Regions from separate parts of the Mus musculus genome. Here all the other regions are linked to region 3. The links are chromatin contacts, called in public ChIA-PET, Hi-C, HiChIP or PLAC-seq and promoter capture Hi-C maps. All regions are on one chromosome and are shown on one strand. The core of a region is the stretch at or near the end of the contact, and the rest is flanking DNA. Distances in the headings are between cores, read along the strand shown. Region 1 has its middle 19 kb from the start of Gm30235. Region 2 overlaps Gm20750 (predicted gene, 20750). Region 3 holds the start of Nhlrc3 (NHL repeat containing 3). Region 4 has its middle 42 kb from the start of Gm30292. Region 5 has its middle 25 kb from the start of Gm40047. Region 6 overlaps Gm2447 (predicted gene 2447). Region 7 has its middle 22 kb from the start of Gm40047.

What was found. Promoter capture Hi-C pulls out the DNA fragments that hold promoters and counts their contacts. A called contact is a pair of places that touch in the nucleus more often than the background predicts. ChIA-PET counts read pairs in DNA pulled down with a chosen protein or histone mark. HiChIP or PLAC-seq counts read pairs in DNA pulled down with a chosen protein or histone mark.
Region 1: a contact with region 3 is called in a FOXA1 HiChIP or PLAC-seq map of pancreatic cancer cells. The contact joins the enhancer-like site here to the promoter of Nhlrc3 in region 3. A contact is called at or near these places in 1 of 39 promoter capture datasets (the C10 cell line) and 4 of 115 datasets of contacts at active chromatin or transcription factors (astrocytes, large pre-B cells, microglia and 1 more).
Region 2: a Hi-C map of pre-B cells shows a contact between it and region 3, with 4 times the contacts expected there. The contact joins the enhancer-like site here to the promoter of Nhlrc3 in region 3. A contact is called at or near these places in 5 of 39 promoter capture datasets (the C10 cell line, embryonic stem cells, hippocampal neurons and 1 more), 1 of 484 Hi-C or Micro-C datasets (pre-B cells), 4 of 115 datasets of contacts at active chromatin or transcription factors (bone marrow-derived dendritic cells, epiblast stem cells, hepatocytes and 1 more) and 2 of 9 other capture datasets (adipose tissue and embryonic stem cells).
Region 4: an RNA polymerase II ChIA-PET map of memory CD8 T cells shows a contact between it and region 3, with 7 read pairs. The contact joins the enhancer-like site here to the promoter of Nhlrc3 in region 3. A contact is called at or near these places in 7 of 39 promoter capture datasets (the 3T3-L1 cell line, the C10 cell line, cranial neural crest and 2 more), 1 of 15 datasets of contacts at CTCF or cohesin (large pre-B cells), 3 of 484 Hi-C or Micro-C datasets (cranial neural crest, embryonic limb bud and pre-B cells), 10 of 115 datasets of contacts at active chromatin or transcription factors (bone marrow-derived dendritic cells, double positive thymocytes, embryonic forebrain and 6 more) and 1 of 9 other capture datasets (embryonic stem cells).
Region 5: an H3K4me3 HiChIP or PLAC-seq map of bone marrow-derived macrophages shows a contact between it and region 3, with 3 times the contacts expected there. The contact joins the enhancer-like site here to the promoter of Nhlrc3 in region 3. A contact is called at or near these places in 2 of 39 promoter capture datasets (the C10 cell line and hippocampal neurons), 3 of 115 datasets of contacts at active chromatin or transcription factors (bone marrow-derived macrophages, large pre-B cells and pro-B cells) and 2 of 9 other capture datasets (adipose tissue and pancreatic islet).
Region 6: a promoter capture Hi-C map of the C10 cell line shows a contact between it and region 3, with 4 times the contacts expected there. The contact joins the enhancer-like site here to the promoter of Nhlrc3 in region 3. A contact is called at or near these places in 3 of 39 promoter capture datasets (the C10 cell line, hippocampal neurons and pre-B cells), 1 of 484 Hi-C or Micro-C datasets (pre-B cells) and 3 of 115 datasets of contacts at active chromatin or transcription factors (bone marrow-derived dendritic cells, embryonic forebrain and large pre-B cells).
Region 7: a contact with region 3 is called in a Hi-C map of muscle stem cells, with 5 times the contacts expected there. The contact joins the enhancer-like site here to the promoter of Nhlrc3 in region 3. A contact is called at or near these places in 1 of 39 promoter capture datasets (pre-B cells), 1 of 484 Hi-C or Micro-C datasets (muscle stem cells) and 2 of 115 datasets of contacts at active chromatin or transcription factors (bone marrow-derived macrophages and large pre-B cells).

The regions. Positions count from the first base shown.
Region 1 is chr3:52,628,999-52,632,347 of GRCm38.p6, reverse strand. No RefSeq gene overlaps it. Among named protein-coding and RNA genes, the nearest start is that of Gm30235, 19 kb to the left of the region's middle. Within about 2 kb of position 1,912, at least 64 of the 459 cell types and tissues checked have an H3K27ac peak or open chromatin away from gene starts, as enhancers often do. A contact at or near this core is called in pancreatic cancer cells, where this site is marked.
Region 2 is chr3:52,922,753-52,926,242 of GRCm38.p6, reverse strand. It overlaps Gm20750 (predicted gene, 20750), which reads left to right. Exons shown (of 5, transcript NR_040555.1): 2 at 1,549-1,652. Among named protein-coding and RNA genes, the nearest start is that of Gm20750, 3.2 kb to the left of the region's middle. Within about 2 kb of position 2,137, at least 29 of the 459 cell types and tissues checked have an H3K27ac peak or open chromatin away from gene starts, as enhancers often do. A contact at or near this core is called in pre-B cells and pro-B cells, where this site is marked.
Region 3 is chr3:53,461,276-53,464,657 of GRCm38.p6, reverse strand. It overlaps Nhlrc3 (NHL repeat containing 3), which reads left to right and starts at 1,400. Exons shown (of 7, transcript NM_172501.2): 1 at 1,400-1,598; 2 at 2,194-2,346; 3 at 2,879-3,026. The coding sequence starts at 1,515. It overlaps Proser1 (proline and serine rich 1), which reads right to left and starts at 863. Exons shown (of 13, transcript NM_173382.2): 1 at 339-863. The coding sequence starts at 383.
Region 4 is chr3:52,838,122-52,841,730 of GRCm38.p6, reverse strand. No RefSeq gene overlaps it. Among named protein-coding and RNA genes, the nearest start is that of Gm30292, 42 kb to the right of the region's middle. Within about 2 kb of position 1,365, at least 56 of the 459 cell types and tissues checked have an H3K27ac peak or open chromatin away from gene starts, as enhancers often do. A contact at or near this core is called in memory CD8 T cells, where this site is marked.
Region 5 is chr3:52,553,835-52,557,180 of GRCm38.p6, reverse strand. No RefSeq gene overlaps it. Among named protein-coding and RNA genes, the nearest start is that of Gm40047, 25 kb to the left of the region's middle. Within about 2 kb of position 1,965, at least 115 of the 459 cell types and tissues checked have an H3K27ac peak or open chromatin away from gene starts, as enhancers often do. A contact at or near this core is called in bone marrow-derived macrophages and pro-B cells, where this site is marked.
Region 6 is chr3:52,753,451-52,756,950 of GRCm38.p6, reverse strand. All of the region lies in intron 1 of Gm2447 (predicted gene 2447), which reads right to left. Among named protein-coding and RNA genes, the nearest start is that of Gm2447, 15 kb to the right of the region's middle. Within about 2 kb of position 1,785, at least 37 of the 459 cell types and tissues checked have an H3K27ac peak or open chromatin away from gene starts, as enhancers often do.
Region 7 is chr3:52,600,125-52,603,330 of GRCm38.p6, reverse strand. No RefSeq gene overlaps it. Among named protein-coding and RNA genes, the nearest start is that of Gm40047, 22 kb to the right of the region's middle. Within about 2 kb of position 1,835, at least 54 of the 459 cell types and tissues checked have an H3K27ac peak or open chromatin away from gene starts, as enhancers often do. A contact at or near this core is called in muscle stem cells, where this site is marked.

The sequences.
Region 1 (3,349 bases), core at 663-3,162, 830 kb after region 3:
TCATTTATTTGTCTTTATGACTTCTCTCTCCAGCTAAGTGCAGAATACAATTTTGGATTCTGATCTTCTCACCCCAATAAAGACATTGAGAGAGAGGAACAATCCAGAGGCAAGTGGTGACGCAAGAACAGGTCAGATCTTAATGGTGCAAGCACCCACTCTCAGCCTTAGGAGAACAAGAGGGAGAGGAGAAGGCTGTCGTCTCCACATAGGCAAGGGGGGCATGGCTCTGGGAATGGGGGAACCCAGATAATCGACAGAGACTTACAGGAAGGGAGAGCTGGGCTCAGCAATACTCCTAGGTCTATCTGGCAGTAAGCTAAGCACGCTGTTCAGGCAGACAGAATTCCCTGTGGTGTGAAATAATCACTTTGAATCATATTTACCATTTGGTTGTATGCATTTGAGACATAGATTCATATACTGCAGAAGGATGTAGAGTATACATTTGCTTCCTATGTCTCCAACTCATTTACAAGCGCATGTATGGCATACAGCAGACCCTCAAATAGAATCTGGATGGAAGCATGAAGAGATGAACACAGCCAGGTACTACCAGCGCATCAGCGGAGGAGAACTGGCCTTCATGAGTCACCCACAGGAACTGGCTCAGAGTGGGAGAGTGGGCCATGGCGAGGAGATCTGGTGCTGAAGGTGTAGTACTAAAGAGAAAAGGAGGGGGAGAGAGTCTAACATGTGCACCAGGAAAACAGCAATGCCCCCAAAGGACCACTGAGACTGGAATGAACATGGCTTCCCGGTAGACAGTGATGGACTATGAATGAGCAGGCTACAAGGCAGGTTTTGGCACAGCTGCCAGGGCAGGGGGTTTTCAGTGTCCATGAGGAGTGGTAGAAAGACTATTTGAGGGGATGGGATCGTGGTAGGAAACCTCCTCTACCTGGAGGTTTCTGCCCAAGTTGTCAAACATTTTACACATACAACCTCATTTATCCTCCCTCTCCCCTGTGGGGAACCAGGTATATGGGGGCTCCAGAAGTGACACCAGCCTGTCTCTAACAGATGGATGCAGAATGACCTTGGCTGGCAAGCGACTGCCTCTTGAAGAGTCAGAGAAGCATCCTTACATCCCAGTGACATCATGAAACAACTTGAACTGCTATCAGCCCCCCCACACACACTTGTGACTCACTGGTAAAAACTAAAGACTACCTCATCAATTACTAAGTTACTAACCTGTGAGTCAGGTGAATTAGAGAGGCTGAGCAATCTACAGAACAATTGAACATGCGCTTCTGACTCAGCACAAGGTGCTAAAAGACACCCATCCTCGATCCCACACTTAGAAACACCTTTCTCACTCAGTTCCCAGCAGGCCTAGGGCTGCTGCTCCACTGTGAGAAGCACTAAGGCAGGCGTAGCATCACCTGAAGGTCAGAACCTCAGACCTCTGAGTTATGATGCCCTCGAGTGAAGTTCACACAATGCCACTGCACTTTATCATGTCTGCTACCTTTTAGGGCCCCGAGAGGCTCAGCTCTCTCTAACCATCAGGAGAAGCCTCTCTTCTCCCATTTCTGCCTACATGATGTCATGGGGCCCAGCATAGGAACTTGGAACAAGGGGCCCTGAGTAGCAATAGGAGATCAGAAGAGGGATTTTTTTATCTTGATTCGCAGGAAGAGCAATTATGGCTTTGACTTCCTGGTTTTGGTAGACCAAATAAAACAAACAAATTAAAGAAAAAGGAAAAGAAAAAAAAGAAAGGAAAAATAAATCTGCAATTGACAACAAAAAGCAATTTATAACATAGAGACTGTCTAATTAGGGCTCTGTCATATTTAATCCTTCTTCATATCAACATGTCCAGGACCACCATTAAGTATGGTCAATACTGGAGTAGACATGGTTCTTGTGGCACAAAGTGCAACTGTTTTTAGGAGAGGAAGTGAAGAAGGGTGTGTGCTGGGTGACTCAGAGGGCTGGTATATGGAATGTGAGGGTGCTGAGGAACCCCGGTTCCTGTTCTAACAGCCAGCTGCTTTTTCTAAGCACCCACCTTAACCCCTCAGAAGGATCTTGTTTGTATTCCACAACGGAGGATTGTGGAAATGTATACTGCAACCGTTAGTCATACTGCCGAATGAATACAATGGCCACCTTGGCGACATTAGCTATTAATGGGGGCAGATGATGACACTGAGGACAAACTGTTCTCTGCATGAGGAACACTGGATAAACTGACTAGGGAGTTATGGCTAGTGGCATGAGCCAATGTGTAAGCCTAGACCTGCTCACTATTCAGGTTCTGGCTAATTGATGGAGAGGTGGGATCCAGACAGGTATGTGTGGCCAGTGAGTAGTCACAGCTCCTCCTTCCTGCATTCTGGTTGTCGTGGAAATATGAAGAGCATTTAACTGACTGAGCCCCACATGAGAAGGAGTTCGGTGAGTGATAGATTTCCTTTCCAGGAAGACAGCACGGTATAGTTGTTAGCATGGCCATAGGCATGATATTTCGGTTCTTCTGGTTATTAATTGGGCAGCTTTGCACAAAATCTTTCAACAACCAAAGTCCCCGTCCTTGTCTCAGAGGATTGTTATGATAAAGTTGTGTAATATATCTCAGACAAAAAGCAGGGCATGGTAAGTGCTCAATAAAAGGTGAATGTTGTTCTTCATTCTTGGTATGCCGTGAGCTGTCTTGGTTATTGCTTCACAGTGGACTCGAAATGCATTAATCCACCATTTCTCTCCAAACTGCAGAGTGAATATATATTTGAATTTGTTTGCCTTTGCCCATTGGGTTACGCATTTCCCAGGGAAAGAGCCATTTCTTGCATCTTACCTAATTCCTAGAACTACTGGGGACCTTCCTGGAATCACAAGTACTGAGGTGGGACACAGAGTTGGACGAAGGCCAAAGACTGATGACCTATGGCCTTGTTAATCTCTCTTACTACTCTGGGGGGCCAGAAGCTGATGGCCTATGGACACTTAACTCTTTCTTACTGCTCTGTGCTGGTAAGTGCTAGTTTCTTTCTCTGTAGCTCTCTATTTGTGCTTTAATAAGCTCTGATTTCTTCTCTCTCTCTTACACACACACACACACACACACACACACATACACAGAGAGAGAGAGACTCACATTCTCTCTCTCTCTCTCTCTCTCTCTCTCTCTCTCTCTCTAACCTCTTACAGTCAGGAGAAGAGGCTTGGAATTTATTAACTCTTCATGAACCAGAGAGAAAAGAAAGGAAAAGAATTAAAATATTTTACACATGCATGTGCACATGCACAGATACACCCATAAACGCATAGACACACACACACATCGGTCATACCCAACCACCTGTCTTATCAGCTCCACAAGTGTTGGTGCATACTT
Region 2 (3,490 bases), core at 888-3,387, 540 kb after region 3:
GTCAGTGGTTACAACTCACTTTTAATCATGTTGGAGGTATGAAGGCAGCTCCAGTCTGTGTGTGACCTCAGGGCAGATAGAGAGGCAGTAAAGCCTTGGCTTCATCTATCCCATGCTATGGGGATAAGAATCCAAATCCCAAAAACATATGAGTGGGTAAATGTTTAAAGTTTGCTTACAAAACAATATGCACTCAGCTGTGGAACAGACCCCTGTAGATGAGTGCGATTACAATCGTAATAGAAAGTAGTTTCTCTCTCTCTCTCTCTCTCTCTCTCTCTCTCTCTCTCTCTCTCTCCCTCCCTCCCTCCCCCCACCCTCCCCCTCTCTCCCTTCCTTCCTTCCTTCCTTCCTTCCTTCCTTGCTTTCTTTCAGATTTATTTATCTATTATACACTGTAGCTGTCTTCAGATGATCAAAGTCTCCGTCTCTGGAAAGGGTAAAAGGTTCCACTTCGGTCCCTCCGGTCCACTCTTCCTTCCCCTTCTCCTCCCTCCTGCTTCTTCACTCCCCTAGTCACTCTTTTTTACTTTTCTTTTTTCAGACTTCCTTCCCCCAAGTCCCCCAATTCAGCTTTCTTCCCATTTTTCCTGCTTTCTACCACTTTCTTTTCATTTTCCTTCTGACATATATTAAAATTTCCAAAATATCCCAGTGATAGTGTTGACCACAGAAGACAGATCCATTATATCTGTAAATCCCATTCTTACAATAGTTACAACTTTTATTATTTATTTTTATTTTATATGTATGTTTGTCTATATGTCTGTGTGCAGTACCCAGAAAGACCAGAAGAGGGAGCCGGTGCCCTGGGACTAGACAGCTCAGATGCTTCGGAGCTGCTATGTGGATGCTGGAAACCTATCCCGGATCAGCAAATGGCTGAGCATCTGTCCAAGTCCTGTTGTTTTAACAATTTGTAAAGACTACTAGGCAAATTTGTATTTATTGTGACTTCATAAAAGGACTCCATGGCCAAGGAATGACTCAAGAAGAAACAGTATAACTGAAAATCAGGTAGTAGCTAAAGTCCCAAGGCACAGACACTAAGTGTGGACATGCTGAATAATACCCAGACTCCCACACCAGGCCGCGGTTACTAAAGCACACAGAGGAGGTACAAACTCTGTTTTCAATTTTCTTCTGGAAAGTTACCGTGTTTTGGTTTTTCTCAAACTGGGTATACAAATAGGCTCTCCAGCTTTGAGACTTTTTTTTCCCTCCCATTAAAAGTCATCTTCCCATCATGGAAACTTAGAAACGTTGTTTTGCTACAAAATTTTAAACCTGAAATACTTCAAGTCTCAGGAAACTGCCTAATAGGCACCCAGAGAGTCCTGTCAATCAAACCCAGCAGATTTGTTGTATTGTCTCTGGTCTCTAATCCTGTTAAAAGAGTTGAATGGTTTATATAAATAGTTAGGGCCCTGCTGTAGACTCCCTTGCTGTTTTTCCTCCTTACTGCAGAATTCAAGGCCTTGTTGAATTCATTTTGTGGCTTCATGGTTGTTTTCTGTGGTTGCAATTATTGTACCCTTCTTTCACTAGAAACAAATGGATAAGATGTCCGACTACTGGCCTGTTTCAGATGCAAATGTGAAGAGTATCCCAGGTTACAGAGCGAATGCTCAGAAAAGAGATTCACGACAAAGGTAATTAATCAACCACGGTTACACTCCAAAAAGATTTCCTACATACAAAGTTTCTAGTTCTTTAATATGTGGTGGAAGATGGGGGGATGGGTTTCACCGGTCTGATTCTTCTAATTCTGACACAATTTCTCTCTCTCTCTCTCTCTCTCTCTCTCTCTCTCTCTCTCTCTCTCTCTCTCTCTGCAATATTATTCATGGGCAGCAGTGGTGTGTGTGTGTGTGTAGGGGGTGGTGCTGTATGCACCAGGGTGCTTTTGGAGACTACAACTTTCAGGAACCTGTAGGTCCTGAGGGTTGATCCTGAATTGTCAGGCTTGGATGCAGGTGGCTTTACCAGCTGAGTCATCTTGCTGGCCCCATGATGTTTTTGTTAAATCACAGAATCAATGGGAACTGGGAATGAGAGCTCTGGCTCCCCAGATGTGGCTACTTGTAGAACCCAGCAGCCCCAGGTCTCTTGTAAGCATTGGAAGCTGTGAAAGAAAGACTTTCTTTATTCTGAGAGGGAACAGAAACTAATGCTAAAGAACAGAAGACAAAATGGGGAACTTCGCTGTTGAAGACGGAAATAATATCTACTTATTACTTCAATAAGATTATATACTGCATATATCACCCAAACAGAAAGAGAAACTAAAAGCTATAAATACATATTGATGCAGTTTTAGACTCTTGAGTATTAGTGGTCTTTCAGTTTTTAACAAATGTCCTAGTGGCCATGGGCTTTAGAACGGTGAATTAAAATAAGATAAAAGTGTGATCTCAAAATTGAGATGACATCACCCATGAATAAATTTCCTAGTTATTTCACCTTTGCTGCCTTGTTTCCTAGCGTGGGTAGCCTTTAAGATGCTACTCTAGGATGCGTCAGCATGCATCTGGCAGGTGGTTGCAAGCATGACCCACCTGGGAAGAGGGAACCTCAACACGGAATTGCCCCCATCAGATTGGCCTATGGACTGTCTGAGCGGGTGTGGTTTGTGATTTCTCATTAATGTAGGAGGGTCTAGACCACTGTGGGTTGTCCCGTGCAGTATAAAACACACGGGACGCAAGCCACCATGCAGAGCTCCTCCATGCTGCCTCGCTTCCTCTCCCGGGTTCCTTTCTTGAGTTCCCTCCCTGGTTTCCCTTGACGATGGGATAACTATGGGCCAAATAAACCCCTTGATCCCCCAAGTTGTTTTTGGTGAGTTTCATCCCAGCAATGGTAAAACTAACTAGGACAACACGTACACTGTGAGTGCATAGTTACTTTTTTTTTTTAAGATTTTTTAAATTTTTATTTATTTTATGTATATGAGTACACCATTGCTCTCTTCAAACACACAAGAAGAGGACATCAGACCCCATTGCAGATGTTTGTGAGCCACCATGTGGTTGCTGGGAATTGAACTCAGGACCTCTAGAAGAGCAGTCAGTGCTCTCAAGTGCTGAGCCATCTCTCCAGCCCCAGAGTTACTTTCTTTCTTTATTATTTATTGATTTTGCTAGGACTCTGCCAGGAAGAGTTTGTTTGAAACATAGTAACTCAAGATCTGATTGAAGAATTTTATTCTCCCTAATAGGATACCAAGTTATACTGGTAACGATTTGCCTCTTAAGAATTATAGTCTGTGACTCATTTTTTTAAATCTAGAACGGGGCCGAAAGTCAGATTATGTGCATCTAGCATAGATCTGCTTCTGAGCTTCATAGCTGAAATAAGGTAGACCAGGTTAAAGTTGAGAATTGTTTTAAAGACACACGCACAGGCAATGTTCTCAGAAACTCCCACTCAGACTTGCCCTTTAACAGGTTGTTATACATGACAACAAGGAGCACTACCGGGCTTTGTA
Region 3 (3,382 bases), core at 151-2,650:
AACTTTCTCGGCATCCCTTCCAGTGCCTAGTCACTCCTGTTACCGAACCATGTTAACATTGAATAAATGTCAGTCAACCAAAAGCTCAGTTATTACGGATTTACAGTTGGCTCCGGGGCTGTAGGTAGTACAAACGTAATTCCCGTACCACAATGACTTCCCAAGTTTAGCAGTGAGGTGGTTTATCTTCTATTTAAGCGGTGCAACGGACCAAGATGCAAGTTCTTACGTTACACAGGAAAGTTCAAGTTCCTCTGCTGACTACACACAACACCTCAAAGAAAGTAACTCACGACCATTATTATCTCAGACGAATTTCAGGGAACAAGGTCAATTACCTTTCGAATTTCATCCAGCACCGTCTCAAAGGACTTTTTGTCCATCTTGAGTACTATTCCGTCGTGACGTCTCACAGTTCTTGCAATTACAAAACGCTCATCCCAGGTTCGTCTCGTGGATAATACACCAGGAGGAGAAAGGAGGCGAGGAGGTAGAGTATTGCAAACTGCACCAAAACAAAACAAAAAATCCCAGAACGAAAACTTGGAAAAAGTTGGGTTTTTTTTTGTTGTTGTTTGTTTGTTTTTTTAAATAAAAATCAGACTTCAGTAGCTTCTTCACACAAAGCTTCAGCTGCTCAGAGCAGAGCGGGCTTGTGCGTTTGCAGAAATCAGGGCTCCGGAGGGTGCCGACAGCCGGGTGCTCCGGGGAAGGCCGCCGAGCCACGCTCCGCTCACCGCCGTGATCCGGGACACGTGGCCCCGCGGGCGCTCAGACCCGCCGATCCGCCCGATCCCGGGGTCCCGCAGCTCCGGCAACCGGCGGCCCCCGCAGGTCCTTTGTTACGGGCTTTCGTAGCTTCCGGGAGCGGGCGGGCGGCCGGGGCGCACTAGGAGCCGGACGAAGGGGGCCAGAGCCTTGCGAAGGGAGGCTCTCGAGCACCTCAGCGCTCATACGGCCAGGCGCCCAGCGGGTGCTCCCCTAAATGCCCCACCAGCTCCAGGGGACCTTTGATAGAGCGTGTCGCGCCCACAAGACGCAATGGTGCACCGCCACCTTAAGTCGCTTTTGCACAAATGATTAGTTTGGGGCGTCGGGGGGGGGGGGCGGGGTCCTAGTGTGGGAATATAGGCGTCCACGGCAGAAGCCTGAATGCTTGTGGAGCAGACGTGACTAAAGTCCTTTTCGGAGCGTGGTAGTCATTGTTTTAGTGTCACGATCCCCTAACTCTTCAGTTTCTCGGTGCTCTGTTTTGCTTCTTGAAAGTGAGTTTAAAGGAGCGAAGAGTAAGTAGGTCAGGAAGATCTGCGGACGCCGCCATCCTAGTGGCCAGGAGCACCTCGGCGTGGGGACCAGGGTCACTCGCTGGGCGCCTGACTCGGGGCGGAGCAAGGAGCAGGACACCCGGAATTAGTCTTCGGCGGTTCTCCGGTCGAGTTTCCCGGTGCTTTAGTCTGCCTCTGCCCTAGAGCCGGCTTCAGGCCTCGCTGACTTTCGCCTCCCAGACCCTCGCGATGGCGAGAGCCTGGGTCTGCCTGGCGGGCGCCGCCTTCTTCCTTTCCTGTCTGGTTTTGCATTCGCGCTTCTGTGGCTCGCTGGTAAATAGCAGGCAGAAGGCTGTGGGTGTGGGTGCCACCGAGGGGTACAGCCCCTGGGGTCCCAAACCTGCTCCCCTGGGGCTCAGCAGCTGACGACTCGTCCTCTCATTTAGTGTAAAAAGAATGCACGTGGGGCTGGGGAGGTGGCGCGGAGGTTGGGAGCTCGAGCAGCTTTTTCAGAGGACTCAGGTTCGATTCCCAGCACCAACTTGAAGGCTCACTCTCTCACTGTAACTCCAGTTCCAGGGAGCCTGATGCCCTCTTCTGGCCTTTGTGGGCACATGGTGCACATAAACTCACCCGAGCTCATGCACACAAGTCTAAATAAAAATAAGTAAACATCACACACACACACACACACACACACACACACACACACACACACTGGATTTTCCCCAGCTCTTACTACACTCTTAAGTCACACACACACACACACACACACACACACACACACTGGATTTTCCCCAGCTCTTACTACACTCTTAAGTCATCATTAGACTTTTCTTATGGTTGTTTTGATCTTTAGATATACAATCTTATTTCCGGCTACCTTCTGGTTGTCGAACTGAATCTGAGTATTTTGATTTTATTTGAGGTTTCAAGGACATTTTCTTTTCACGTTTCCTGGAGAATGGAGGACCCTCTTTTCCGGCTGGATTTGGGTTGGCCCAAGAATTCGGAATACTTCACTGGTGCAACATTTTGTGTTGCAGTTGATTCCCTCAACGGGTTAGTTTACGTAGCCCAAGTAAGTAGAATGCATTTTTTTTTTTTTTTAATATGTGAGCCTGTGAGGTCAAGAGAGACCAGAGTGTTAATGCGGTTATCAACTACCAGTGGTTTCCAGGATTGAACTCTGAGTGTCAGTCTTGCTTAGCAAACACTTTCATCTGCTCAGCCATCTCTTCAACTAGAGATTTTTTTTTAATTTTAATTATATACATTCAGTTTGATCACAACAGACAGGAATAATAAAAGAACAGTCAATCTGAGCATGACAAAAAGGAAAAAAAGAAGATGAACAGAAAGGAAAGAAGTGTTTCCCACCTAGATAGCCTGCTGCATTTATAGTATGCTAACTATGCAATTTAATTTTGAGTTGGCTTCAAGTGCACATTTTAGATTTGTATGCATTAGAAATTATTAAGTTTTGAAGTTAGTGCTTTTTTTTTACACACTTCTAAATTTCTTATTATACTTTCATTTTGATTTCTCTGACAAAAGTAAAGATTAGCGTTCCTATTGAGTGATTCTAAGCAGTTGTTTTTGTGTGCCTTCAGAGAGGGGATAACATCCCCAAGGTATTAGTGTTCTCAGAGGATGGCTATTTCCTACGAGCCTGGAATTATACAGTTGACACACCCCATGGTATGTTTGTCTCCGGCACACCATTTGAACAGTCCGTCTGGATCACGGACGTAGGAAGCGGTATGTGTAGTACTATCTATTAAATTGCCTTCCTAGATAGAGTCACATCTTTGCCCATGTTCTTGCTTATACACTTTAAGGCTAGCATTGCTGAATCTAATCATAATTTCCTTAATATTTCATAAAATCATGTCTTTCTACAAATTTGCACCACACTACTGTATAATCAAGAAATTCAATAACACTATAATCCCGATCTTTTAAACTTGTCAAGGGAACTTTATTTGGGTGGGGGTGGGATGGGGGGCAGACTGTCATTCTTCAGGGCTATCTATCTTGTCTTTTGAACCAAAGTCTCTCTCTCGCTGGCCTGGAACTAATGAGCAGGGGAGGTGAACTGGCCAGTGAGTCCTCGG
Region 4 (3,609 bases), core at 116-2,615, 620 kb after region 3:
ATTCCAAAGCCATTGGTGCTGCACAAAGGCCTCTGAGAAGGACAGGGAGGTAGCAGGAAAGGGACAAAAAGACCAGACCCAAAAGGTCTGGGCAGGAAACTGTGGAGACCTGAGGGCTCATTAGGGAAGCTTTGAGCTTCTTCCAAGGTGAGGAGAAGCCTCCCAGAGCTGTGGTTAGCTGCCGACTGTTTCACAGGAGGGCTCTTTTGAAGCTTTCCAACAAACTGCTGGGAGCTGGCTTCCTCCTGCTTACACACTTTACTCTCTTCTTTATCGCCATACTTTGTATCGAATATCGCCACATTCCCAGGTGCATGGCACTTCCACCCAAGTCCCCATACCTCTCTTCTTCAAATGATTTAGTTACTGAAATCTGTGGTCCCATCTCCTTGGACTCATTAGGTAGCTTGATAATATTTTTACATGCAGGCCGGGAAGAAAAATAAAAACTTCTCAATTTTCAAATAATTTTTATTTATTATCAGACACAAAATAGTGTACTTTAGAATCCTAGGGTCTTTGGGGATTGGTAGCCAGAGTCTTGATTTTGTTATAAAGGATATTATGTATCAGTATTGGGTAATAGTGCAGCTTTCTTGACCAGTGAAGAGGAAAGAGGACAATTCCTTATTGCAGGAGGCTGTCTGAAGTACCAGAATGCTATACCAGAATTTTAAAAGGCACAGGGTAGGCATTTTAAGCACAGGGAAGCCCCTACCTCTCAAAATATAAAATAATGTTTTTAACCATAGTGGTAATTCCATATGATGGACTTTGTTAAACGTAAAACCACTAATATATATGAAAACACAATTTATCAAATTTTACCGACTAGTAAATTACAGGTTGTATTGACTCACTATTTGAAGCACTAATGGAATAAGGGAAGCTAAAAGCTGTCTTTTCATTGGCTGGGTGGCTGGTCTTCAACAGCTGGGCGACCAGTGTGGTAAACAGGAAGCCATCTCCATGGTAATGGGCAATTCAACTTAACTTTTTAACACGCTAAGAGGTAATTACTTTTTTTTTTTTTAATTTCCATTTTTAAAACGTTTGGAGTTCATGACAACAGTGAGGACCCGAGGGTCAGGCATTTCCTGGTCGTTAGTGAAGCTGACTTTAGCTGACTTTAGGTCACTAAGAATTAAACGTTGTGACCCCCCTCCCCTTTTTTTTAATGAAAAGTGAACTGTGATTTTTTTTTTTTCTCTTTCTCTCCTCTTCCTGAAGTCTGCAACACAAATAAATGACAGAATTTTATGCTCACACACATGGTGTTTTGATTTCCTGCAGATGATAAGATCAGGGTGGAGGACCGATAACCACAGGGTGTAGGAGGGTGGGGCTCAGGCAGGCCCACATTAAAGCCACAGGTGGGTCCCTGACAGATGAGAAGATGAACCAGGGCTGAAGAGGCCAGCCAAGACGGTGAGTTCTGCTGAGACAACCTGGAAGGAGAAGATGGGCGGTCTCAGGGCAGAGGAGAATTCTGTTGGAGGCCGAGCTCTGCCAGGGACTTCTAGAATACACTACAGAGCCTGTATCCTAGGCAGCTGCCTGGGTGTGGTCCCCCTCTAACACCCACATTTTCTCTTCCCTACCTTAATAATCTATGCACTTCAAAATTCCAGGCAAGTCTGCATTCATAGGCTGTCTTGAGAACAAGAAATAAGAACAAATGAAGTCAGTGTCCACAGTAGCAAACCACAGTCCAGCTCTCTGCAGGCAGCGCTTGCTCTTCAACAGCCTGTCGCTGTCAAAGGTAGCTAGAGTCTGCCTAGCGTTGAGTCTCCGCAACACTGTAGCAACCCTCTTCGCCTTTCCCACGCTACAGCCTGCTCCCATTAGCCATCAGTGAGTGTACAGCCAAGCAGAGAAGACAGATGAGACTCTCCAGCAGCCTAGGGCAAAGTCTTGGGAAGTCCCCAGGTCCAAGAGTTGGATGGACCCAGAGAAGCTTCAGGGTGCAACAAGTGCATTTCTACTGACTATAGTCTTTCCTGGTCCAGAACCCATGTCCAAAAGGTTCTGGCAACACAGGAAGGAGAAGAAAGATTCTGATAAAAATGAGTTGCCCACAGGGTATACACAGAAGTCTCGGGGGTCGTTGATGCTTTTCCGGGAGCCATCTGATGACTACAGCTTCAGACAAGAGTGCTGTCCATTCTTATAGTCAGTATTTAAATATTCAGTACTTTAAACAGAAATACTTCTATTGATTTTATTTTGAGCTATTTTATGATTTTATTTTTGAGACAATGTATCACTCACTCTGTAGCCCAGGCTGCCCTTAAGCTTTCAGTCTTTCTGTCCCAGCTGCCAGAACACTGGGATTACAGGTTTTCCTTAAACCCAATTAGCGCGCAGAAGTCCTGGATGCTGGAGGGAGGATGGATGCCATGACAGAATGTCTCAGGAGCTAGGCTAGCCTGCAGGGATGTAGACTGCTTCCACAGGCTCAAAATGATTCTACCTCCGTTTCTGCAAGAGTTTTGTGACCACGGACCCCGTTGATCATGTGCACACAGATGCCTTAAAGCTGTTCAGACCAGGATCTTATTCAAATCTGATATTAGAAGCTGTTCTTTCTTAGCCCCACCCCCATCATCAATCAGTTCATCTGTACATAGCTGGGTCTACGTTCCTGTCAGGACCAGTCCCATGACTGTGTGCTCCTGGCTGGGATAAGACTTCTCCTGCCTCACAGTGAATCCGTTTAATGCAGGACATAGTCCATGCTGCCTTGCTTTCAGATACTATTTTCATATCATACATAGGGTGTGCTCTGTATGTGTAAAGCGTACACAGGGCCAGGATTTCTGCTTGCCTCTTGTTCCTTGAGCAGTTTAAAGTTTGTTCACTTTCTCCTGACTCTCATTCCTCTCAGGAAATCCATTTCCAGGGGCAGGCTCTAAGAGCATCACTCTCATTGCTTTTACTTACTCTATTAGGCCATGCTTCCTACATCAAAACTCTTGCAAAGTCACCACTGTCACTCCAGAAAGTCCCCTTTCAGTATAGAAAGGGGAATCTGTCCTCTTTTCTCAAGGAATTTCAGTAGCTGGCCTTGACTTGTGAAACACCACTTTGACAGGGCTGGTGACCCCTGCTCTGGGAGTGTGCAGGGGAATTTATGGACTGCTTGGAGAACAAATATTACTGTGGGGTTGAACCAGGAAGACTTCCCCAAGCCCGACCCAGTTAGAATGCTAGAGGCTGAGCCACCCAAGAGAGGGAAAGGAGACACTGGAGGAACAGCCAGCCAGTGCAGGGATGGATAGAGAATAAAATCAGTGACCACTGCACGGCCTACTGCATCTGTCTCCAACAGGCCAGGGTGAAGCAAAGAAGACAGGACAGACAGACATCAAGTGCTCACCCCTGACTTTATCAAATGTGCTCTTTAGAAAGAAGACTATCAGCTCACGTCCGCCTCGTGTGTCTGTTCACGGGCTTGGCTGACTTAGCCGTTGATGTGCTCAGCATAAGTAATAACCGACCTCCCATATAAAACTGAACGAGATGCCGCTGTTGTATGCAGCCGATGTGGACAGCATAGTGAACGCGGAGCCTTCGGGAAAGCTACGAGTAAACTGATAAGCTTGAGAA
Region 5 (3,346 bases), core at 716-3,215, 910 kb after region 3:
GAGACAGGCTGTGCATGGAAGAAAGCAAAGCTGTGACCTCTATCCTGCCCTGGCCTTTTAAACTCTGCATCTCTGAACTCAAAGACAAGGATTCTTGTTCAGTACCAAACACATGGAGGGAAAAAAAACCTGGGAGAAAAACAACAATGACCAAAGGAAATCCTTTGTGGGTCACTTCCTACAATTCCATAGCTACCATTCAACCATTCAAGGAAGAAGAAGAAGGAGGAGGAGGAGGAGGAGGAGGAGGAGGAGGAGGGGAAGGAAGGAAGGAAGGAAGGAAGGAAGGAAGGAAGGAAGGAAGGAAGGAAGGAAGGAAGGGAGAGAGAGAGAGAGAGAGAGAGAGAGAGAGAGAAAGAAAGAAAGAAAGAAAGAAAGAAAGAAAGAAAGAAAGAAAGAAAGAAAGAAAGAAAGAGAGAAAGAAAGACAACACAACTCACAGACTTTGGCCACCTCATCTGTCAAAAAAAAAAAAAAAAAAAAAAAAAAAAGACTAAACCTAATCTTAATGGGGGGTCACTTTCCACTCCTTGTCCAAGTTATTTTGCAAGAAGCAGCGGTCATCAAGGTAGAGCGCAAGTGCCCTCCTGAATGTCTCTGGCTGGAGCAGCCTTTTCATGCTAATCTCCCCTACAAAAGGAATGTGCCATCCTTGGGATAAAGAGGTGGAGACCAGAGTCTCTTCAGGCTCTGTGAGCGTGACATTCAAGGACAGTCCAGAGTTCTGTAGCTCTTCTCACCTTCTGGCATTCTTACCATCAGGGACAGATGTTAAAAGCAATCCATCTGCATAAAAATCTCCATAAACAAGAGCCTGATTGCTTTGAGTCTGGGAAAAAGTTAGAATGTAGTTCAACATCAATCCAATCCTTCTGGTCAACCTTCTAAAAAGGAACATTACAATGAGTGGCCTGCATATTTGTATATAAATAATATCTGTGATGTTAGAATGTAAGATGCCTCCAGCATGGCTTCCTAATCTCCCACAAGGACACGTCTGTTGTGTGTGGCTCTTCTCTTAGCCTAACACCAAGCAGGGCACACAGTCCATGTGCGAGTGGAACTTTCTTTTCAGAATTCTGCCCAACTCAAACATCATATTATTGTATATAAATGTAATTCAAGATTATTTCTGTCTTTTTGTTTAAATATTGTATTGAGATTTTCAATCAAAAACATACATTTCTCATGTATAGCTATTGGCTTAAAAGTATACTGAAAGATACATTATTCTATGAAGTTGAATTTTATACAAATCTATTGAGAAAAAAATGTTTTCTACAGAGGTTTAACTCTCTTATTTGTTCAATAGGTTTATTACCTGTCTGCCCTCACTGTGGCCAGTTATAGCCTGACATTTGCCATATTGGAACAAAGTTTGAAGAGTAAGCCACCTGCAACTGACAGAGTTGCCATTTTGTACGTGGTCGAGGTTCAGCTAGTGATTAGTTTTACATGAAGTTTTCAGCTAGATTCCCATTTCAGTTATGACTCAGATCCCTGCTTCAAGGCTCACCTTGGTCCAAATTTAGCTTAACAAATTCTAATGAGGAAAAAGTGCACTGGAACACAGCCACGCCCACTGGAGAGAGGTAGGTAGCAAAGGAAAGAAGATGGTATCTGCTTTGGAAAGTGAGGAATTGCTTTTCTTCCCTCCACACTCTTTTTTGGGGAGCAGGGTTTAAAAGAGGGTTTGTAGCCCTGGCTATCCTGGAGCTCACTCTGTAGTCCAGGCTGGCCTTGCCTGCCTCTGCCTCCCAAGTGCTGGGATTAAAGGCATGCGGCACCACTGCCTGGCTCTTCCTCCACACTCTTCACAGCACATCAGATACCGTAGTGGTGCTCACAACTGAAGAATCTCAGACGTTGAGTGCAATGTTCCTGCAGCTCAGCTGACTGTCCCCAAACCACAGCTCTGCCTTCAGAGAAAGGGAGGCTGGGCTTTCCCGGAGACACATAGCTGTGGTTTCCTGAGTCACACCCCAGACGAGCTGGGTTTCCTGTAGATGTGCCCTGCTGCTGGTCTATGCAGTAGGCTTTCCATGTGGTGAATATAATCAAGAAAACAAAGATGGACAGGGGTATGTCGTGTAGGGGAAATGTCCTGCAGAGGAAGACACCAAGGCTTAGAGAGGAGGTTCAATACTTGCTGAAGGTCACAGCCAGAAAGTGGAAGAGGCAGGATTCTACTCTCACAGTCTAGTCTAAAGGGCAACCGCTGCCACCACATCACATCTGAGTGGGCCACACATTCCATCACTCTCATTAGAACCCTAACCAACCCACCCATAATGGAATGCCTTGGCCCCCCAGTTTACCAAATTTAAATAGGCTGTCTTTGCTTCCATCTTCAAATGGGCTCCCATACAAAACGTCTTCAGTTCTAGGTCAAGGTCTATCTTACTATCATGCCTCTCCTACACTTGGACTACCAGGAAGCCTCTGATTTCAGGGAGGTCAATGACCTTGCCAAAGTTGCTGAGTAGGCACTTTTTCCATTATGCTTTTGTTTTTCAGCCCCATTTCCACTGGCAGTGATGCCCTTGCTCTTGGATCTTTACATTCCTTTGGCAGCTTCATTGCTATATCTTCTGGCTCACTGCTGGCTTTCCTTAACCAGTTTTGAGGATCCCTGCAGATCTGCCCATTGAGTAAATGTGCTATTCCAGTGATTGCCAAATCTTTACCTCCCAACCAGTAACAGCCCATCATATACTGTCTACCATTAGCCCACCCTCACATCTAGGACATGGCTCCCTCAGACTCAGCCATACTGCCTTCTGCTTCATGTCTCCAAGTAACGCAGCCTTTCTGATCTGACTCTTACGTTGAGCAACTGCACTGCCATTATCCCCTCCTCTAGTGAACTGAATCCTTCTCCTTTTCCCTCTGCTCATCTTCAGATCTTCATGTAGACATCACTTCCAGGAAGTGGGGGTCCCTTTGCTTACTATCAGATCTGGGTACATTTCCACACCTCTCTTGCTATTGCAATGTTTCTTTTCTCTGTATCCTTGAGATTTGAAGCTTAAACTCCCACTAATTAGTATAATCAGTCCTAATCCCAGTCAATGAAGATATTCAATAAATATTGGGCATGTAGAAAAGGAATGGATTGAGGGAGGGAGGGATACCTGGAGGGAGAGATTGAGGGATGGAGGGAGGGATGAATGGATGGAGGGATGGGAATGGCAGCATAATTTATTTAACCTAGTCTCAGGATGCTCTTCAATGACATAAGTCAAAAACTGAGCAGTTAGCATCAAGAGATACCACATGCATCCTAAAGCCCTGCTTTCAACTCAACCATGTCTGTCCACTGCAGGAGTTTCTACTCTTCAGCACA
Region 6 (3,500 bases), core at 536-3,035, 710 kb after region 3:
CGGCTTGCCCCTGTCTCCTGAGTGCTGGGACTGAGTGCCCATCATAACTGGCTCTGACCAAACTGTAAAAGGGCATCATCAGAAGCTTCCCAGCAGGGAAGAAGGTGTGGTCTGAAGAGGAGGGAAGAGGTGGGAACCACGTGCAGGGTACATTTCCGCCTCTTCCTATAGAGGTGCAGACCTGGGCACGGAGGATGTCTACGGCTTAGCAAAGTGACCCATGGTGCTCTTGGGAGGTAGTGGAATCTTTAAAAGGTGGGAACCACTTCTGACCACTCGCGATTGCCCTTCTTGTGCTTTTTCAGTCCAGCCATGGGGTAAATAGTTTATTCTACCACACCCTCCTTACCACAGCTCCAAACCATCGGAGCCAATTGGTCACAGTCTGAAATCTCCATAACTGTGAGACAAAATGAAAACAAACCCTCCTTCACTCTGAGTTCATTAATCAGGGGATTTTGTCGGAGTACTGGACAGCTAATGCACACAGGAAGTTCAGACTGGACAGTGAAATTGTAGGCTTGAGTGACAGGGACCTGAAACCTGCCACTATATAGCCACGTGACTCCCGGCTATTTCCTCACTTATTTGATTACGCTTTCAAATTGTGCACAGAGACACAGGATCTGAAGTCAGGCAGTTTGAGTTCCAATCTTGATCCCTCAAATGACTTGAGAGGTTATCTTAAGATAAATACACAAACTAGCCAGTGTTTATTGGGCATTTATGAATGCCGGCACTGTTCCAAATGCCACCCAGGTATTAACCCAGGCAGTCTTTGCAATTACTGTATGCCTTAACCCAGTTATTACAGCTACCTCCCAGCTCCTAAAACAGAGGACGAAGCTGGACCTAAAGTGCTTCAGTAGCCTGGCAGAGTTCACTTGGCTTGTGGGTGATACTCACACATACATCACAGGCATGTTGGAGTCTACTGAAGAAGTACACACAGCTCACTGACTGTCCCATGGTGAACGCTCAAATCTCTGTTAACCGTAGTTCATTGTTCACTACAGACTTATTATGCCTGTTGTCTTGTTAGATACAACAATACTACTACCAATACTCTCAGCCTCCTGTTCCTCGTGGTTCCAGGGATCAAGCACAAAGGCTAAAGAGTGTAAAGATGGATAAATAGGTCTGCGTTGGAATGTGCACAATAAAGGCAGAGCAGCCATTGCTTTATTTTAGCAGAATCTGACATCATTTCCTTGTAAAGGAAAAATGCAATCCAAAGGATACATCTAACTACATTTTTGTACAAAGCAACATCAGCTGATACTGTATGTAGCGAGTGTCTAGAATCTGCCCCATTTGCCCCAAAATAACCAATTTGGGTGTAATCCTTGGCTTGGTGACTTAGCTCCAGCCCTGCCGTCAGGACACTGGACCCTCACTGGAACATGGCATGCCTAGTGTTCTGACCCTCTGCCTAAAGAGTGCAGTCTTCAGGGTCTTGCAAACAGCACCTGTCCTTTGCTCGGTATTGACTGGGTGTTTATAAAGCCTGTTCTCCTGGACGTATTCTCCATCACCCTGGTATAAACTGTGCTATCAGTTTTGGATTGTAAAGATCCCGGGGCAGATAAACAGTGGCCTACCCTGCTTTACAGGAACAAACTACAGACACCCCATGAACCTGACAGAGAACATGATAATGCTAGGGAGTACCAGGACTGTTTCCTCACAGATTTCTGAGAGAGACAAGCCCACAGCAGTGTGCAGCTAATCTGATTTAGTGGGTATTTCCTGACCTGCTCTGACCCGATGTCTCGGATGGACACTTCACAGCTGTATTACTTCCCACGTGACTTAAACTCTTGTTGTTCTGCTTCTTCATGTGTAAAATGGAGAACAGACTACTTGTAAAGACATAAAAGAGGTTGTTGCTTCAGTTAACCCTCACAAGCTCCGCGGAGGAACCTCTACCCTGCAGAAGCATTCAGAGTGGAGGCTCAAATACAACTTCCATCATTTCAAACGTTCTCCAAAGGGTGAGGACAAGGAAGGACTGCTTTGAATAGGAGAGGTCTACGTGGGATCTCAATACCGTTCACCTCACTTGTCCTTACACTTTTGTTTGAACTCTGGGCCCAGGATTCCTTGGTGTCTGTGTTTGCAGATCCGTGCTCGGAAAGCTTCTCAATAATGGCTTCAAAGGGAAGCAAAGCCAAATGGACTGTAGAAGTCAGAGTCCCACCTCCCTCCCTGTGTGCTGGAAGTCAAGTCTTTCCAGTGAGGCAGCCCTCGGTAGGAGGTGCGCAGAGCACGAAAGCTGGTCCTGAAAGCCTTGCAGGTCATTGAGGGCAGGTGGCCCCTAGTGGAGCTTTATCTAAGGGGACTTGTCACTGGAATTCAGGCATGAGTAAATACATTTTATTTGTGCCAAAGGTCATACACCCAGTGGAGCTGCTGACACAACCAGGGTCACTTGGGGCTGTGACATGCACTCTGGAGGTTTATCGCCATGGGCTGGGGAGCAAGTGACACTGAAATTCCTCCTTTTGGAAATTTGGGGTTTAGAACCTTAACAATGCAGAATGGTGCCTCATGCCACTGTACCGTGCTCCTCCTTCCTCCTCCTCCCTTTCTCCTTTTTATTGCCATTTGCTTATAAAATAGTGATCACGGAATTCAACATTGGTCTGCCTTGTGCAGTTAGAATTATGTCTCTCACCTAAACCTAGATGCTGCCTCCACCCCCCTCTCACCATTTTTACTTAAGGTAATTTGCTTCTATTTTTCTACCTGTTTTATACACTCACTCTTAGAAAACATATTTTCTTAGTATTGTTCCCAGCAAGATGTTAACCATGAATACTACCTTCTTGTGATCTGTGTAGTTCAGTGGGTTAAACAAATGATCATTTGGAGTAAATATCCCATGGAAATAAAAGTTCATATCCTAAGATAGTAGGTAGTTAGTTTGGTTCCCAAAGCAAAAAATACAGTAGCTCTTTATAATCAGAGCAATATGTTGTGGGGTAGGGTGCAGCACACACACACACACACACACACACACACACACACACGCTCACATACACGCTTGCACACTCACACCTACCTTTAGTGCTAACAGTGCAGTTTGCTCAAAAAGCTTGAAGGAGCCTCTCTAGGACCAGCCCTTCAGGTCTCATGCTCTAGACTGCTGAGGCTATATCTTGTCTTTTTCAGAAGGAAAACCCAGAGTATACATTAACGAAATGCTTTAATTTTTTAAAATCATTACTCTATGTATGTGTGTGTGTGTGTGTGTGTGTGTGTGTGTGTGTGTGTGTGTTTGTGTGCCCACACTCATGTGCATTCTGAGGTATAGGTGTGGAGATCAGAGGAAAACTTTCAGCAGTCATTTCTCTCTCCTATGTGGGTCTCGAGGATGGAACTCAGGTTCTCAGGCTTGGTATCAAGTTCCTTCCCCTGCTGAGCCATCTGGCCTGCCCCAAATACTTTTATTTTTAATGCTACAAAAAGATTCCACTGGGGCTGAAGAGCTGGCTCAG
Region 7 (3,206 bases), core at 586-3,085, 860 kb after region 3:
CCTGTCTTGACCTAGACATAAGCATTCCCTGATGAATTTTGTCTTGATGGCTCAAACAGATGGCTCCACAGCAGAGTAAGCGTGGTTGCAAATCTGACATTGTGATCTGGATGCAGGACAGTGTAGAGGTTGTTTGGGGTTTTCCATCTTAAAAAAAAAATCAGAAGAGGTGCAATAAGCACAATACGTCCTCAGAGCTCTCCACCAGTGCCTCACCAGGTGGCCGGGTCATTCCTGTGGACTCTTCTTGTTGATGCTCTAGGTGCCATGTGCAGAGGGACTGGCCATCCTATTCATCCTGAGGCACCCCCCCCCAAAAAAAGCTTTGTCTCAATTGCAAATGATCTGAGCCAGAAATTTCTCCTCACCAGGAGGATTCTAATGCGTTGCAACACTCCTAACACACCGCAAAGCTGCGTGCATCTCTTCAGATAGATATGGCCGCTGGCAACTTCGCTCTTGACACTTTGATTCTTTTCCCAAGAAAAGAAAGGGACTCCAATTTACTTGGAATAGTTACCCACAGGGAATGGCCACCCGCGGGTGCTTATCGGATAAGATCTCCAAGCGATAGGGAAGTTTAGATTCAATACAGCAAAATGTTCTATGAATCCTGACAAACCCACCAGGAATGGGGTGGGTGATGCATGGTTAGGCTGTTTCCCGTGGATCCGGCTCACAGATTCAGCAAAGGTGGAAAGCACCTGGTCTACTCTAACCATTTTCAGCCCTGACTGCAGAGCTGCTACCTGGAGAGTTTTAGAGGCATGATCTCCTATATCTAGCTCTTAGAACGGCGAGTATAAGATCCTACCATGAGCTGCAGCAGCTCCTCCTCCTCCTGCTCCTCCACCTCCTTTTCTTTTTCTTCCCCTCCTCCTTCTTCCTCTTCTTTTGTTCCTTCGATTATGTGATTTAAACATCAGGAGCTCCCAAGTGTGCCAGGAAGGAGAGTATAACCCTAGCTCAATCCTTCCTATTGTCCCAAACTTGGCTCATCATATGCATGATGCTATCAAAGTGCAGATGATGACTCGAATGGTCAGGGGTGGACTTGGAACTCGTTGGATTTGTTTGTTTGTTTGTTTGTTTGTTTTGTTTTAGTCCCAAATGAAGCAGGTGTTGCTGTTGGTCTCGTGACTGCTCTGGGAGGGACTGAGCCATGTCATCCAGTCCTACAAATAGATGAGTAGATTTCAGGACTGTTTCCCTTTGGTCATTTTACTATAAAGATTAGGGGCCGGCAGGGTAAGGAGATTGGATGGGGTTGGCCTCTGTTCTTAGTCTGATCCTGAGACTTGATTGATATGCAGTCTTGAGCAAAGTACTTCCCTGCTTCCCTTAAATGTAGAACTGGAGAAGAAGCTAACACATGCGCTACATCGTGGTTAGGCCCATCAGATGAATGAGACATGTGGAATGTACTGTGACCTATAAAGCCCTACAAAACATACAAGTTTATTATTACGTTAGACTTTGAAAGATACCAACATTAGCCTTCAAATACTGGTCATTTACATGTGAACACATTTTCATAGTCCTTGATTTCTCCTAAGAAAAATACGCATATATAGGCACACACAAAACAGCTGGTTTTTATCTACTAAGATGTTTTGGGTCTCTCTGTGTATGCATGCATTCACATGTGTAGTGTGTGTGCATTCTTGCCCCATTGCCTGGGGTATAAGGACTTTAACCAAGAGCATTCAAGAATGCAGAGCAAATGTTCGGGAGCAACAGCCAAATTGGTAGCTTTTCTCCTTCCCAACTCCCCACCCGCGCCCAGGAACATGCTCCTAGCCAAAATACGATGGCACAGTGCCCTGGCCAGCTTTACCTCAATGCTCTGTGTGCCTTGGCTAGGCTAAGTACTGAGGCAATGGGTTATGATAGGCCTAGCCAGAGATCGAGTACCATGCCTTCTAGGACCCTAACCTTTGCGGAGGTTTGAGCCTGCAATTCACATAGCCAGGGCCACCAACAACGCTAGCCCTACCATCTGTGAGTATTCATTCCACAACGAAACGAAACCTCTGGCCGAGTCTTGCGCCGCATTTTGGGCACCGCTGCCGAGGTTGCGCAAACACATTTGGCACGGGCCTCGGGGACCAGGCAGTTCTCTGGGTTGAATTGGAGAAACAAAATGTACTTGTCCTACTTCCGAGATGGTGTCTGAGGACTTGGCTCCCTTGGCCCAGGAACTGCCTCCCTGCTGATGTCATTCTGCCACGGAACGGCAAACAGCTCTTCCCCGGGTTCAGCAGTTCAGGAGCAGAAGTAAGAGAAGGTAGGGATCAAAAGGGAACACAAGCAGGCTTGACTCCATCCGGACAGCTTGACCACACACGCACGTTCTTACAGCTGAATCATCTGACAAGAAACGCGTCCTGGCTTTGCATGTAGCAGAAAGGCCAGCTCCAAAACCCTGGGGCAAATTTGACTGGCCACCGAGTTATCTCCCTGCAATGGGGCTTCATGGAGCTCCAGCCGCTGTTCGCTGCTCCATTCGCCCACAGGAGTATCCGATCCCGGAGGCCCAGCAGGACACTTGACACTCAGACTGACTGTTGAAATAATTTCCATGTTGCACTTGTACCCAGCATTCAAATCCCTGCGTAATATCTCAGGCAGCCAGTGATTGCACTTTCTCAGCCAAACTGAGGCGGATCCTGCTGGCCTTTAGAACGTTTCCTAACTCCAGGTTACCTCTGAGCACACAAAGTACCACAGACGGGTCAGGCTCCTGGAAAAGCCATTCTGTAGACACAGCTTTTTTTTTTTCTTCCTTTCCTTGGTTTTAAAAAGCTCGTCTTTTCCATATTTACATTTTTCCACCTGTGAAATCCAGAGTTTTGTAGATGCTCTGTTGAGGTGTGGCCTTAGAGCTGCTATCTCAGGCCACAGAATCCCACTTGAGTTCCATGACAAGAGCAAAGCCACCATGCAAACAGCGTGGGTAGTCACTAGGCGCACGTGTCTATGCCATGTGGGTGCTTACATGAGGAGGTCTTAGGAGACAGAAGAAGCTTTCCTTAAGGACTTGGCCAGCTACCTGGGGACATGTCCTTGGCTGTCCACCAGAATAACTTGGAGGCTCTGAAAAAAAAGCTCCAATATCTGGGCCCTTTACCAATCTGTATGAACTAGACTCCTCTTTGGGAGGAGGCCCCTCCAATGCTGGCTGGAACACAGAATCTATTAGTTAC